Regions from separate parts of the Anser cygnoides genome. Here region 2 is linked to region 1. A link is a contact called in public Hi-C data. All regions are on one chromosome and are shown on one strand. The core of a region is the stretch at or near the end of the contact, and the rest is flanking DNA. Distances in the headings are between cores, read along the strand shown. Region 1 holds the start of TTL (tubulin tyrosine ligase). Region 2 holds the start of ACSS1 (acyl-CoA synthetase short chain family member 1).

Region 1 (6,963 bases), core at 2,883-5,382:
GAAACATAAAATTAGGTGCAGTACCAGCATGGTTTGGGCTATAGCAAAGACTGGTGGAGGAAATCTGTTTCTTGTGGAGTTTTTTGTTTGTTTTGTGAAAATCTGGAGGAAAACAAACAAAAAAATCAACTCATGGATTACTGCATGGATCATGGTTTACTTCACCTCTGTTTCTCCCTACCCAGAGTACCTACAGTCCTCTATCTTTCACCGGTCTGTTTTATGTGGGAATGGTGCATACTTAAACCAGAGTTTGCAAGGTCTGGTATGAAAGAAGTACCCATATCTTTCTTGTGGTCTACTCCACCATGGTCCCCTACCTTTCCAGGCAGAATGGGATGGGATACACCTCCTTCACGGCACGGATTGGTGGGGCTTTGGCTCCACTCGTCTTCCTGCTGGATGACGTGTGGAGGTCTCTGCCCGAGGTGACGTACTGTGGTGTGGCAGTGTGCTGCGGCTCGGTGGCCTTCTTGCTCCCGGAGACACTCAACGTGCGCCTGCCTGAAGGCATCGAGGACATCGAGAAGACACAGTGAGTCAGCTCCATCCTGCCCTGCACGTGGAGTCTGATGAGAAGGGCACAGAGACGTCCCACTCTGCTGCCTGTAATTCCCCATCCATGGGCGGCAGCAGATCAAGGGACAGCCCGGTAGGGATCAGGACTGTCAGATTTCTTGGTCTTCTGTCCATCAGCCTAAATATGCCTTCTTTTCTTCCAGGGTGAAAGAGCCATTACAAACCGGCGGTCCTGAGGGCATGCCGTTACAGTCTCTTCTGAAGTGAGCGACTCCGTGGGACAGGCACAGACACTGTGTAGGACTGCAAAACTGAGCCACCCTCTGACCTGCCAACAAAAGAGCCTTTACTATCCTCCTCGTCTCTCGCTGCAGGAAAGTGGGGCTGAGGGCATATAAGGAAGGATGTGGATCATGAAACCAGCTGGAGGGAGCTAACCCCTCTCTGTAGTGTGGCCAGGAGCAAGAACACTCAGGTCTAATAGGGTCTGGAAATGCAAGGACCCTGTGCTTAGCTCTTCCAGTCTTTGGCCTTGATGGACTAGCAGCACCTTTCAGATTACTGCACAGCCTTCCAGAAACTACAGTCCATTGGTTTACAAACCACAAAAAAAAAAACAGCAATAAAAAACAGAGTGTGAATTGTACAAAAAAACGTCTGAAATAAATCTAACTGGATGGTGGATAAACCATAAACTGTAGCTACAAATATTTCTTGAATTCGGAAGTGGTCTGGAGATTTTCCACACTGAGGGTCAAAGCTAGGAAAAAGTACATGCAGTAATTCCACTGAGAATGGGATATCTCCAAGCATTTGTCCCAAATACACAAAGAAGATGTATTTTTTTTTTCAGATTATTTAAATCTAGTTTATATGTGATATCCTTTAAGAAAAAAAAAATCATTACAGGAACTTTTGAATGTAATATTGAGTAATTCAGTAATGGATTTCATTCTGCTTATTGATCTAACACATTGATCTTAAGTTTAGGAAATGCCTTTGCATCTTGTACTTACTTCTGCAAATAACGGAGACAAGGCACCAACTATAAATCTGGAACCCTGACAAAGAGCAGCTTTCTAAATTGGGAAGAGAGAATGACCTCAGCATCTGAGTCCCAGACACACCATGATTCCCGGGGCTTTGATGAATTTTAAGCTAAACCATGCACAGGTCTATTAGGATAACACAAACCAACAACGCATCCGAAAACAGATGAGGAGCCCCATCAAATTCTAGGTCGAAGAGCGCCTCCTAGTAGAAATGAGCTGCATGGCGAAATTTTGCCCGCATTTTTGCTTTAAGCAAACAAAAGGAAAGCAGATTCCTCATCCTGAGACTGAGACATATAATTTTGTGTATTATTTCTGTCTCAAAGATTGGGTCAAATAGCCATTCAAAATCCCTGAAAAAAAAAAAAAAAGACCAATTCCCTGTGTGCTACCTTGTGTTCACTGGAGGCAGATCATCGCTCTTATATCAGCAAGTTGCAACACGCTGAGATTAATAACAGACCATAGTATTATTTCAGAAGCGCCCTATGCAGAACACTTGTTTGGGATCCTTTTCAGAGTATTGCCCTAGCTACAGCAAATACCTGAAGGAGACACCCCAGGGTGCTTTTGCAATGAAGGAGCATGCAACCTTTGATAAAAGAATGTGTTTATTAGTGGTAATTTATTATTTTGGACAAGCTTGACATCTCTCACTAGGTCACATTTTGCAGTTGTAGGTTTTCATATCTTTTCTATATACCTGTGAGTATAGTAAGTTATATCTGTAGTGCTGTCATCAGTTTTGGAACTGCATATATCCATCATGCATTTTATCCATCCTGGTAGCTGCCATCGAAGCTGGAAAGGAAGTTTCTCCTGTGTTACCAGATCAGCGTTAGCAAAATAATGTTGCAGCACTTTCTTCTGAGCCATCCAGGACCACGTGAAAAGAAAAGCTGCAAAACTCACTTTATCACAACCTGGAAAGTGTCAGTTCAGAAAAACTTTCAATAAAGAAGGTTAATTTTTTCTCCAGAGTGGGAGAAGGATGGGATTTAACGTCCTGATGTATTCCCCACCTCTACAGCCTTGTCAAAAGGAAGACAAGTGGGGTCCCAAATGACTGGGGTTGATGGTTCCCATTCTCACTCTGCCCATGCAGGAGCATACCCACAGGCCATTCCTCACATACAAGAGGTGTACATACACACACACACACACAAAATTAAAATGTTTACTTCTAAATGGCACAGCTGAGATAATATTGCTTTAAAACCCTTTTATTTTTTCTTGGGGGGGGAGGGGAGGTAAATTAAGTTCTGATCCCATTTTATATTCAGGAAAAACCTTTTAGCTTCAAAAAGACTAGATTCAGTATCCCAAGATTCATGTCAGTAACAATTAGCATCACATTTAAACAACCTGCACGTCAGCATCCAGTCAAAGATGATAAAAAATAATCGGACAGTTCTTCTTCATTCGAATCTTGTTATCATCCATTTGGCCTACATTTGGGTGTTTTCTATTTTCCTTAGATTATTAATAAAATTGGTCTTTTACCATAACAACTTGGAAACACTAATTGTTGTCACCGTCCATAAGGTGGAAAACATTTCATTAAGAATTTTTTGATCAATTTAGCAGAAGAAAATGAGGTAGGTAAGGAGCCATTTTTAAAATGAGATTTCCCTGTCCTTGAGCCACGTATCATCTCATGTTGTCAAAAAAAGAAAAAGCATGCTGGTCATCACCAATCTACCACACATTTCAGTTCTCTTCAGGAAAATGCTCTTGATTTGTTGGAAATGCGTCGTGTTTTATAGCAACCAACACAAGCATGCAGTGCTGACGGCATTTCTCATACAGGGTCTGCAAGGAAACCAGGGCATTAACCAAATCAAGAACTCTGTTGCCATTACTGACAGGTTTGTTAAGAGATCTAAACTCTCCAGGTTGTGAATTTGTGAAACGAGATGGGTGCGGTTGGCTGCAGCCTCGTTTAAGAGGAAGACAGGAGCAATGGTTACAAGGAAAAAGGCATTTTCAATGAACAGAAAAACCTAACTCGGTAACAATGCTTGAGAAGATAAGCACAGGAAAACCGAAAGATGTCAAGAAGAAAAACAGGATTTGATGAGTGTGGTGGACCAAGGACAAGTGTCGGTGTACCAGCTCCCAGGCCTCGCTGTCTCTCAGCTTGGGGCCAGCATCACCCCCAGGGGCAGCCTGGCCCTTTCCTCGCCTGCCACCCTCATCTGCCATCTGTTTTTCACTCCATTTCACCAAGACCATCCTCGAACTACCCGCAGCATCCCGATGCGGGCCAAGGAGCGCTGAGCAGAGGGGACGACCCCTTCCCTCTCCCCCATAGCTGTACCCCACAGGGGCCCTTGCAACGTCGGGGCTCAGGGCAGAGCCACACGGGCAGACCTTTACGATCCCCCCATCCTTCTCCCATCCCCTTCTCCCACCCCCTGCTGGCACACAGGGCCGGGGCTCACCACCACCCCCCACGGCGCCATCTTCTACAATCGGGAAAACCCGCTCTGCTTCCGGGTCGCCGTGGGGAAGGCGGTGCAGGGGCAGGGCCAGCACCCCCCCCGTGTGCCCCCCTGTCCCTCCCTGTCCCCCCCCCGAGCCGGGGGTAGACCCGAGCCGGGGCCTCCCCGCCCCGCAGCCGCGGGGCCCGGCGCGGTCCCTCCCCGCGATGAGCTCAGCCCGGCGGCGCGCAGGGGCGGGCGGCCCCGGCCATGCGGAGCCAGGACGGGAGGAGGCGGCGGTGCCGGTGCCGGTGGCCGAGCAGGGCCCTGCCTAGGCTGCGGCGGGGCCCCATGGGCCTGGGGAGGCCGGCGGGCCCCCGGGGTAGGGTAGGGTAAGGGTCCGGGGGTGCTCCCCGCCCCGCCGCCATGTACACCTTCGTGGTGCGGGACGAGAACAGCAGCGTCTACGCCGAGGTCTCCCGGCTCCTCTTGGCCAGCGGGCAGTGGAGGCGGCTCAGGAAGGACAACCCCCGCTTCAACCTGATGCTGGGCGAGAGGAACCGGCTCCCCTTCGGCAGGCTGGGTAAGGGCTGGCTCGGCGCCGCCGTGCATGAGCAGGGCGCGGTGCTGTCGGGGTGTCCCCCCCCCCCCGGCAGGGTGCGGCCACCGGGGTTCGGCAGCCCCCTGGCACCTCTGCGGGCAGGGTGTGCCCCATAGGGTCCCCCATAGCCTGGGAGGCATCGCCCGGCTGTCCCCTGGTGTCTCCTGGCCCCCTTGGCAGTGGCAGCAGCCCCTCGGTGAGAGCTGGCCCCCAGCCGTCTGTCTGCCGCCGGGCTCCTTGCCGCAGGGACCCCGTGGCCGCCCCAGCCCGCATCGCCAAGAACAAAGGGGCAGCACCGGGGGTCTCCCTGCGGCCGCTTCCATCCCTGGAACGGGCTCTGTCCCAAAACCTGAAAACAGGCAGTCCCTGCTGGGGGCTGCTGCCCCTCGCCAGGCCTCGAAGGATCGCCCTCCCCAAACTCCTGGAGGACAGCGTCTGCGATGCCCCCCAAAATACCCAGCCCAGCCTGGGGGCTGCGGGGCGGAGGAGTGGGATGCTGGCAGCCGGGACTCGCACCCCGCAGTGGGACACTCCCTTTGTTTGGCTCCCCGCCTGTAGAGGACAGTGGTCTCAGGGTCCCTGCCATCCCCAGGGCTGTCTGGGGGGGTCACGTCACCCCTACTTCTGAGCCTGCGTGCAGAAAAAACACTTGAGGCTTTTTTTTTTTTGCTGTTCCTTGGGGGTTCTGTCTCTTGGTGCAGGATCATGGGGGACACAGCGGTGCCAGTGACATCCCTGTGCCTAGCACAGGGCAGGGAGGTTGCAGCGCTGAGCTCACGCGTTAGGGGAGTGTTTCTGGGGTTTGAGCTCCTGCGGAAACGTGTCACAGCCAGGTGCACTGAAACCATCATCCGAGGATGTGCCTCTGCAGGGTCTTGGCGAGGGTGACAGCACGACTGGTCCCTGCTTGGGGCAGGGGGAGAGTTATTGTGGAGGCCGTGTGCATGTAAGGCCAGGGCACCCCCTCTTCTTCTCCACTGCTGCTTGTCCCCTTCTGCCAGCATGCATGGCCGTGGGTGAGCAAGCTCTGGGAGCTTCCCTACGCGGGTTTGTCCCCTGCCAGCCCTGCTGCCTGTCCCCGGCCCTACCAGACAGGGAAGAGCCCAGCAGCAGGGAAGGAGAGGCTGCCCACGAGCAGGGAGAGCCACGCCAGGCGCTGGCAGCGTTGTGGGGTGCGGCGGGGAGCAGAGATGCACCGTCATTGCCTGTGGCTGGTGGCGAGCTGCGAGGCTGGTGGGTGTCTGTGCAGAGTGCCAGCTGCTGGGCTGGCCCCGTGCTGGTTCCTCTCCCCAGCGTGTCGGAGCAGGTTTGTGGTGAGGACGCCGCTAACCCCAACACCGCAGGGTGTCTCCCTTCTGCAGTCCCAGCAGCCTGGGGGCAGGACTGCTTTTGCAGCCCCTTTCATGCAGTTCAAGCCCAGCACCACTTGGTCACCCCTGCTCTGTCAGATCGGTAAGTCAGCAGCTCCAGCACCACTCCCCCTGTCTCCACAGGCGCTTGTGACTGGAAAGTCCCCGCCACATGGCAGTGCCATCTGGTCACCTCCCAGCGTCAGGGTGTTTGCAGGAGGCAGGGGAACCCTGGGAGAGGCTTGAGCAGTGAGGATGCTCACACGTGCTGCAGCCAGCCACCACAAGCAAAGCTGGGCCCTAGTGTGGAGGTTTGCATGCAGGGCCTGGGAGCAGCAGGCTTCGTCACAGAACCGGTGCGGGCCTTTCATGTGACCAGAACAGCATGCCCAGCTCAGGTCAACCTCTTACTAACCTCTTCCACCCTAGAGAAGAGCCCTGGGATGATGGAAGGGCTTCAGCAGGTCCCTCGGTATGTCTTATGACAGGATACCTAAAAATGTTTTTCTTAGAGAGGGGCCAACCTTTGGCACTGACTTCTTTAACCCATCCTCTTATAGCAGGAGCTGGTTGCCTGAAATCGGTAGATTAAGACAAAAAAAAAAAACATGGTTATTTCGGTACATCTTCCAAAAATCTGTACCTTCTCTGGAATCTCTTCCTAAAGCTGTCCCTCTGAGCAGCTGTTGCACGCAGGCTGGCTGGGTTGGGTTCTCCTAAAGGCTCTGCTTGAAACAGACACTGCTTCAAGGAGTTGTAAGGCCCTGTCTTCCAAAGGGCTAAGCTTAGATCGTGTGTCACGGGGGAGTGGTGGGAGTGCCACTGCTGCTGGCTGGCCACAAGCACTTCTGCTGCACTCGCTGGTTTCCTACTCCTTGGGCTGATGGTGCCCTTACGCGGTGAGTGTCCGCATCTAAGCCTGTATCTTGCATAAAAACAGCTTGTGCTAAGGGGAGACAAAGGAGGAGCAGGCTGCAGAGGCCTGACAGAGCAGAAGATGCTGGGCTCTGCTGGCCGCT
Region 2 (6,963 bases), core at 2,852-5,351, 150 kb before region 1:
TGAAAGCTGCTCACCGAACTTTTGCCACAGACACTTCAGAAAGAAAACTGGCAGCTGAGACATAAGCCAGGGAGGAAAAAAAAAGTCTTTCTGTTCTAAAACCTCCCACTTAGAGACAGGGAAACCACAAGCAAGCCTGATTAACACCAAAACCAGATGATGGCAGATCTGAATTTGAAATTCTCAGTAACTACCACTAATTTGCATCCACTGTGCTTCTGACTGTGTAGAATGTTTATTTTATAGACTTATAAGATCAGGAAGCCCTCATGAAGAAGACAAGGGAAGAATATCATGTCTATGTTGGAACAAGACTCCGTTTTTCAGAAGCTACCTCATCACGATGCCAAAAGCTGTGGCTGCATATCCCGTGTGCTGGAGTACCTTGGAAGAATGGAGAGTTTCACAAAGGTCTGAGTGCAGAGAAGCAACTCTTCTCCTAGTCCCACCACACCACCAGGCATTGTAAGAAGAGAAGGTGCCATACCTGTACGTGACATGCACTGCAGTTCCAGGCTCGTCTCTCTCCCAAATCAAAGCCACTCTGTCCGGAGACTTTTCGACATGTTGATCCAAGCAATTTACTGTAAGAAAACAGAAGTTTAATCAAAGCCTAATAACACACAAAGAGGACTGTAAACTTAGCTCGGTCAAGCATAACAGTAGGTAAACATAAGATGAAACTTCATCAGCCACCTAGCTAGCCACCCACTCATTTCAAACATCGGGAAGTTGTCCTTTACACTGACAGCATTTGTAGTAATAGTAAAGTTGTCTTTGCCATATTTGTCGTGTACAAATAAAACAAATACCATACTTAATTGGTACAGCTGCCTTAGAGATGACATCTCCACAAGAGGCCTTGCCTGATTCAGTTCAGCTTAGTTCCACTGGCACTCAGAGGAGCTGTGCTTAAGCCAGCCAAAAATCTCTCCCCTGCTCCTGCCAGCGCAAAGACAAGAAGGACACTCTTCTGATGCTTTTCCTCACCAGAGCAGCATTTTACCACATAAATCTGACAGACTTGTCTTCCCCAGCTTGCATTTTTAGCACTGCATCATTTGGATTTTCTAATTACAGCTCACGCAAAGCATTTTTATTCCAAGGTATAATTGGAAGGGCTGAATCTCCACTAACTGAAAATAATCTAAAACTTTAGGATCTAGTGTAAACACACAGAGTACAGACAGCTATACATTACTAGACAGCTGGGAAAGATGAACACGTCTCAAGCTGTGTGCTACAACTCCTAAAATACAAAGGGCAAACAGCTTCTGATGGTGCATCTCCCCATGTAACAACCAGGGGTAAAACGGACCCGAACAACTATGTGAGGTGAAGTTTGAGTGAAGGGTCAGAGAGTACCCACCTTAAAAAACTTCTAAAGAATCCACTCAAGAAACCTGCCCGCACGTTCGGCAGCTACTTGTCTGATGATTAAAGATTAGCCTCGTAAAATTTTAATTCAAGCCTAAACTACAATTACGTACTTCATTATACGCTTGTAAAGGCAGTTATGATATTTCAATAGATGATTATTAAAAACCAGTCAGGCACACTGCCGTATAACTCAGAGATAACCCTGAAAAAAAAAATGCTGAGTTTCAGATCATATTTCCTAAAGATATTAATACTGGTGAGGAAGGATTTTATTTTTCCAGATAAATTAGGTGCAATGAAAGCTGCCTATTGTTCTGTCAAAACTTGTGAAGGTTAAGTGAACTGCAGCCCTGGAGCCTGCTTCTGCTGTTCTACGATCAAAGCTGATTTACAGCACTACAAATAAGGTGGAAATGAGCCTCTGAAGATGAGCAGAAGATAAAATAACCTCAGAATTCAGCATGTTTCACTACAAGAACAACTCTCTATCTCAAAAATATGAAAAAAAACCCTTCACTTGTTTTTTGTAATACTGAAAAAAAAAAAAAAGATAAAATTTCTTCATTTCTTAATACAATACGGGAGGACAAAAGCTCTGAGGAGGAATGCTTTAAGGAGTTATACACTGGTTTCCTCTGTCGTCCATCCATACGTAATCAGATCTGCTGTGGTTTGTTCTGGGACCCTTACCAACTCCTACCTCCGTGCTCATTGCAGCAATACCCTTATTACCCGTATTGCGCCACATTACGGTAAAACACATTCACAGAAATTCATTTCCCAAGCAGCATTTCATACTTATGACCAGCACTGCTGTCTTTCAGCGGGTATTTCTGTTACAGCGAGCCTCAAGTGAGCCCAGTGAGAGTTTCTGCTCTTTGCTCGGTAAGAGCTGGCCGATGAATCGGGGCCAAACGCGATTATTTCCTTCCTGACATTACAAGTGCCTTTCACTCATTTTGCAAAATAGAACTTAGTGACCTGCCCCCTACCGCTACACCCTAATGGCTTCTCCGTATGTTTTCTTGCCTCCTCGACACCGCTTGGAAAAGCACACAGAAACAATTCAATACGACACGCTCCTGAGAACGCGGTGCCTTGCAGGTACAGTAGCTTGTTGGGGTCTTTTCCTGGAAAGGAGTTACAATGCGATAAACCCCCAAGTGCTGAATCTCACGCCTCTGCAGGTCCGACCGCGAGGTCTCCCCCGGGCAAAAAGCAGCAGGTCACACAGGCGCCTGCAGCCCGGCTGCGTTTGGAGACGGGAACACAGGATGTTCTGAATCAGGGACCCGAGCTGTTGTGTGTTTTCTTATCCGCTGTTCCAATCAAGAGATCAAGGGACAAAACTAGAGCCTCTTAGCAGAAAACCAGCCGCTCAGTGGCTGAGTACCATGCTATTCATCTCCATTGTGCTTTAAAAGAAGAAAAACAGCCACAGCAAAACCATTTAATTCTGTGCAGCTGTGTTTCAGTGGTCTGTGACTTGTTTTTTTTTCAAGCTATGCAGAGAAAACATAAGTGGCATTCAGTGCCTGCAGAAGAACCAGATGCAAGACACGATCTAAAATCGGACCCAGAAACACCTGGATTTTATCTGACCCACATGGGATTAAGAAGGTGCTGGTTCCACCCTACAGATGAAATAAGGGATCCCAAACAACCTCTGTGCTCAGCCAGGATCTTCCTTTCAACGGGAAAGGCTGAAAACACAAGTCTGGCTAAAATCTCCCTTCTGACCGACTGCTGTTTGCTGGAAGCAGGGCTGCACAAACAGCTCTGTTCCCTTGGGAATCACCCAGCTGGGAATCCTCCCATGGGGAGGGCTGTGTTCTTTAGAAGATCTGAGGAGGGTTTGCTCCTTTGGGCTAAAGCAAGGCGGCTTTATACAGAAATATACATCCCTATTAAAAGACCTCGCCACCGAGTTATACCCTAGGTAGGGCTGGGGCTTGTCTCACTGGACGAAGCCGTCCCACAGCACCGAAGAGACTACAAGGCTGATACGGCCCGAAATAAACTAAAGTGGTAGTTTGGACAGCTACAGCAAGGAACAGGGACCGGGTTCCGGTTCCCTTCACGTTCAGCCTCCAGCTGAAACTGCCGAAAAGCAACAGGTCTTGCCGAAGTTCAACTGCTTCTGCTGAACGGCTGCAGCTCCTCGTGCCGCACCGCCCTGCCCACCGGCACCGCACCCAGCACCCTGCCCCCGAGCAGCTGCGGGCGCAGCATCACCACACGAGCGGGTCCCGCTCCACCGCGGGGCTGCGGCTGTGACCGAGGAGCCCCCGGCCGCGCTCTCGGCGAGGCTGCCGGGGAGGAAGGCGAGCAGGGCAGCCCGGCACCACCACCACCACCGCCGCCAGGGCGGCCCCCGCGGCCCCGGGGCAGGGGCAGCCTTACCGGAGACGTTGAGGCGGCCGCCGAGGAACCAGCGGGCGCCGGCTCCGTCCGGGCCGGCCTCGCAGGCGGTGTGGAAGGGGCTGTCCCAGCGCAGCGAGCCCCGAGCCGCCTCGGCCCAAAAAGCGCCGGGGTCGCGGGCGGCCCGCTCCTGCCATGCCCCGTAGCCGCCGGGGGGGAGCTGAGCGGGGCCGCCTCCGCAGCGGCGGTAGGCAGGGAGCCGGCCCCCGGGCAGCGGGCGGCTGAGGGAGCGCAGCACCCGCGCCAGCGCCATGGGGCACGGCCCTGCTCCGCCGTCGGGGCCCCGCGGCTGCCGGACCCGGCACCGCCCCCGGCCCCGGGAACACCCCCCTGGCTTCGGGAGACACCGCCCGCACGGGGAGGGACGGGAACCGGGAGCGGCCCGCACCCGGGGGAGCCCCTGCACCCGCCGGGACCATGGGGTGGCTGAGGGGGGCAGCCCGGTGCTCCAGGTGTGGCCTCGCTAGTGCTGAGCACGGGGGGAGGATCAGCTCCTCGTGAGGCAGCGCTGGGTATCCTTAGCCTCCTTTGTCACAAGGGCACGCCGCTAGCTCATGGTCAGCTTGGTGGCAACCACAACACACAGTGTCTTCTCTGCCCGCTGTTTTCCAGTCAGTCAGTCCCCATGGTGCATGGGCCTGTTCCTCCCCAGGTGCAGGGCCTTGCCCTAGGAACCCTCCTGAAGCCAGACAGACACCCCGGCAGCCTCACAGCCTCGGGAACACACATTGCACTCACACAAGTACACCCCACCACCCACACAGCCCTGGGAAAACACCCTGAGAGATGCCCACCCCAATGTGACCCTGTGTCCACACAGCCCTGGGAACCCTCTGCACAGACACGCACGCAGAAGTGTGTCTTACTACTGCCCCCTCATTGCTTTCGCAGCTTGAAGTGGGGTAGGTCTCCAAGAGGGTGCACATCCCCTTTTTCTTGGCAGCCCTGCGAGCATCGTTATTACCACAACGTGGAGCTCCCAGCTTTGGTATCACAGTGCTTCTCCACTTCCCCTTAGTCGCAACACCAGGGTGGCTGAGAGACATGATCCAACCCTGACCCGCGAAAAACGAGCACTGAGATTTTACAGCAGATAACACTGACCTTCTTCTTCGTGCATAACACTGCCCTCTTTGCTGTGCAGTAATTCTTTTAGGCAGTCTGGTCCTGCCTCCCAGCACATAGTTGCAAAGATCACAGCAAGGTCTGGGATTCCTTAAGAAGTGCCAAACTATCGAGTATTTCCTAAGTGCCACCTCAGTGAATTCCCAGAATTTGGGCAGACAAAGCACATTTCATATTCAAGAATAGTGGCTTTAACCTATTCTTTGTGCTAAGCTCAAGCTTGTTCTGGCAGTGGTAGCGACAAGGTAGTGTTTTCTCTAGATTTCCTAGGAATATCACCAGACATTTTATCTAGGTAAATGGTATAGACCTTATCAGGACTCGGATTTCTGGCACTTCTGACATTTCCATCTGTGTTTTATAGGTAACATATAAGATTAAATATCCCCTTAACTTCCTTGTAAAGTTGGCATCGTCACACTGCTAATACAATTACATATTCCTTCCTTGTCTTCTGAATGCCAATATTTCTTTTTGGATAAGCGCTAAGTTATAACCAATAGCGTGTGTGCCACCTTGTGCCAGATGGGAGTATGGGGAGTTGTTCCGCTTTCGGTTGGTTTGCTTAAGGATAGCTCAGAAGTTTTACATCAAAATTACTTAGCGGCAATAAATAAATAAATCAGTATTTCAGATGAAAGCTTTTCACACACACACACACACACACACACACACAAATAGCAGATAGAAGTGGAGGGAAGTGTTGTCCAAAAAAACAGAGCATGAAATTAAATTCTTTGGCCTGAAAACCTAGCTGTTTATTTTGCCTAGGCTGCTGCAGACCTTGAAATCTTCTGGGAATGCTGCCATTCTCTGATTTTCTTTCATATAAGACTGATTTTCCTTTTCCAACATGAAATTTCTTTTTTTTTTTTTTTTTTCTTTACATCACCAGGCAACTCTCCATCCTCGGGTTTTGGCTGTCTTTTTCCTCAAAGAAAGCTGTAACCACCATCAGCACAACTCAGGCACAATCCAGCCTGCAGAGCACCTGATCTCCCAGCTCAGCTGAGCTGCTTGGCAGGACAAGGACAACCCTGAATTCTTGCTTCTAAAAGAGCTGGGCAGAAGGAAGATGAGGTTTTGTAATTCCTCCCTGTCCCTGACTTTCTGGTGATGAAGGCTGACAGCAGACTGCTTGCTTTTGAAAGCAAATGAGGGTTACAGCAATTCTCATTAAGTACAGTGCTTGAGTATGCCAGGAAGGGCTGGAGCTAGGTAAGAGCAAGTATGGAATTGCTTTTTTTCTGTTCAGAAGCCCCTCTTGGCATTATGGAGTCCAAACAGTGATGCTGGTGTTAGCAGCTCTGGGGAAGCCCTCTTACTGTTATCCGTGAACGCCACCTCTTTAAGGCAGCTCCCAAAGCTTGCAGCCACCACTGCAGAGAGATTCATTCCCTGGTGCAGCCAAGATTCCTGAGACAGCCTCCTGCTCCAGCCAGGCAACCTCACTGAACATGAGATTTTAGCAGCCCTTGGCATGTATCAAGGGTCTTTTATGCTGACGTCATGGCAAGTACTGAGGAACCAAGCCAGTAGTGGTGTGAGTATTGGGTGAGTTTGGCTATGGGTATCTGTTACTCAGAGCTGTAGCAAAACCGAAAGCAAAACCAAACAAACGAACACATCAAAAAATAAAAATAAAATCAGCACCCATCATTCTTCTCCTATTCCTACTACTAAAACATCCAACAATGTCATTTATTGGCCTCATCTTTGATTCCTGCCAATATATACAAGTCTTGCTCAATGCAGTGTGCAAGCATCCTGTCCTCAGGGTGCCAGCATAAAGCTCAACACGGGCAGAGGTATTTGCAGGATCATGACCTTCAACTGGAAGCACTCAAGCACAGGATTTTCATCCCTGCTGGGGTAAGTAGCATTTGGCATCCTAGAAAGGCAGTCTGGCTTCTCTGCATCCATCCATGACCTGCTGGAGATGGTTTGAAGCCTCAGCCTTCATTCTCAGCTGTTGAGGACTGGCTCGCTGCGCGTAATCACGTTGATCTCGTGCAGCTGCAAGATAAGGAAATGGCG

The links. Hi-C and Micro-C count contacts between places; a contact is called where the count stands out from the background.
Region 2: a Hi-C map of liver shows a contact between it and region 1, with 1.8 times the contacts expected there. The contact joins the promoter of ACSS1 here to the promoter of TTL in region 1. A contact is called at or near these places in 2 of 7 Hi-C or Micro-C datasets (granulosa cells and liver).

What each region holds. Positions count from the first base shown.
Region 1 is chr3:14,478,136-14,485,098 of Taihu_goose_T2T_genome, reverse strand. TTL (tubulin tyrosine ligase) reads left to right here and starts at 4,132. Exons shown (of 7, transcript XM_048079025.2): 1 at 4,132-4,577. The coding sequence starts at 4,421. It overlaps SLC22A7 (solute carrier family 22 member 7), which reads left to right. Exons shown (of 10, transcript XM_013194917.3): 9 at 329-535; 10 at 723-1,242. The coding sequence ends at 786.
Region 2 is chr3:14,625,100-14,632,062 of Taihu_goose_T2T_genome, reverse strand. ACSS1 (acyl-CoA synthetase short chain family member 1) reads right to left here and starts at 4,101. Exons shown (of 14, transcript XM_048079023.2): 1 at 3,784-4,101; 2 at 488-584. The coding sequence starts at 4,054.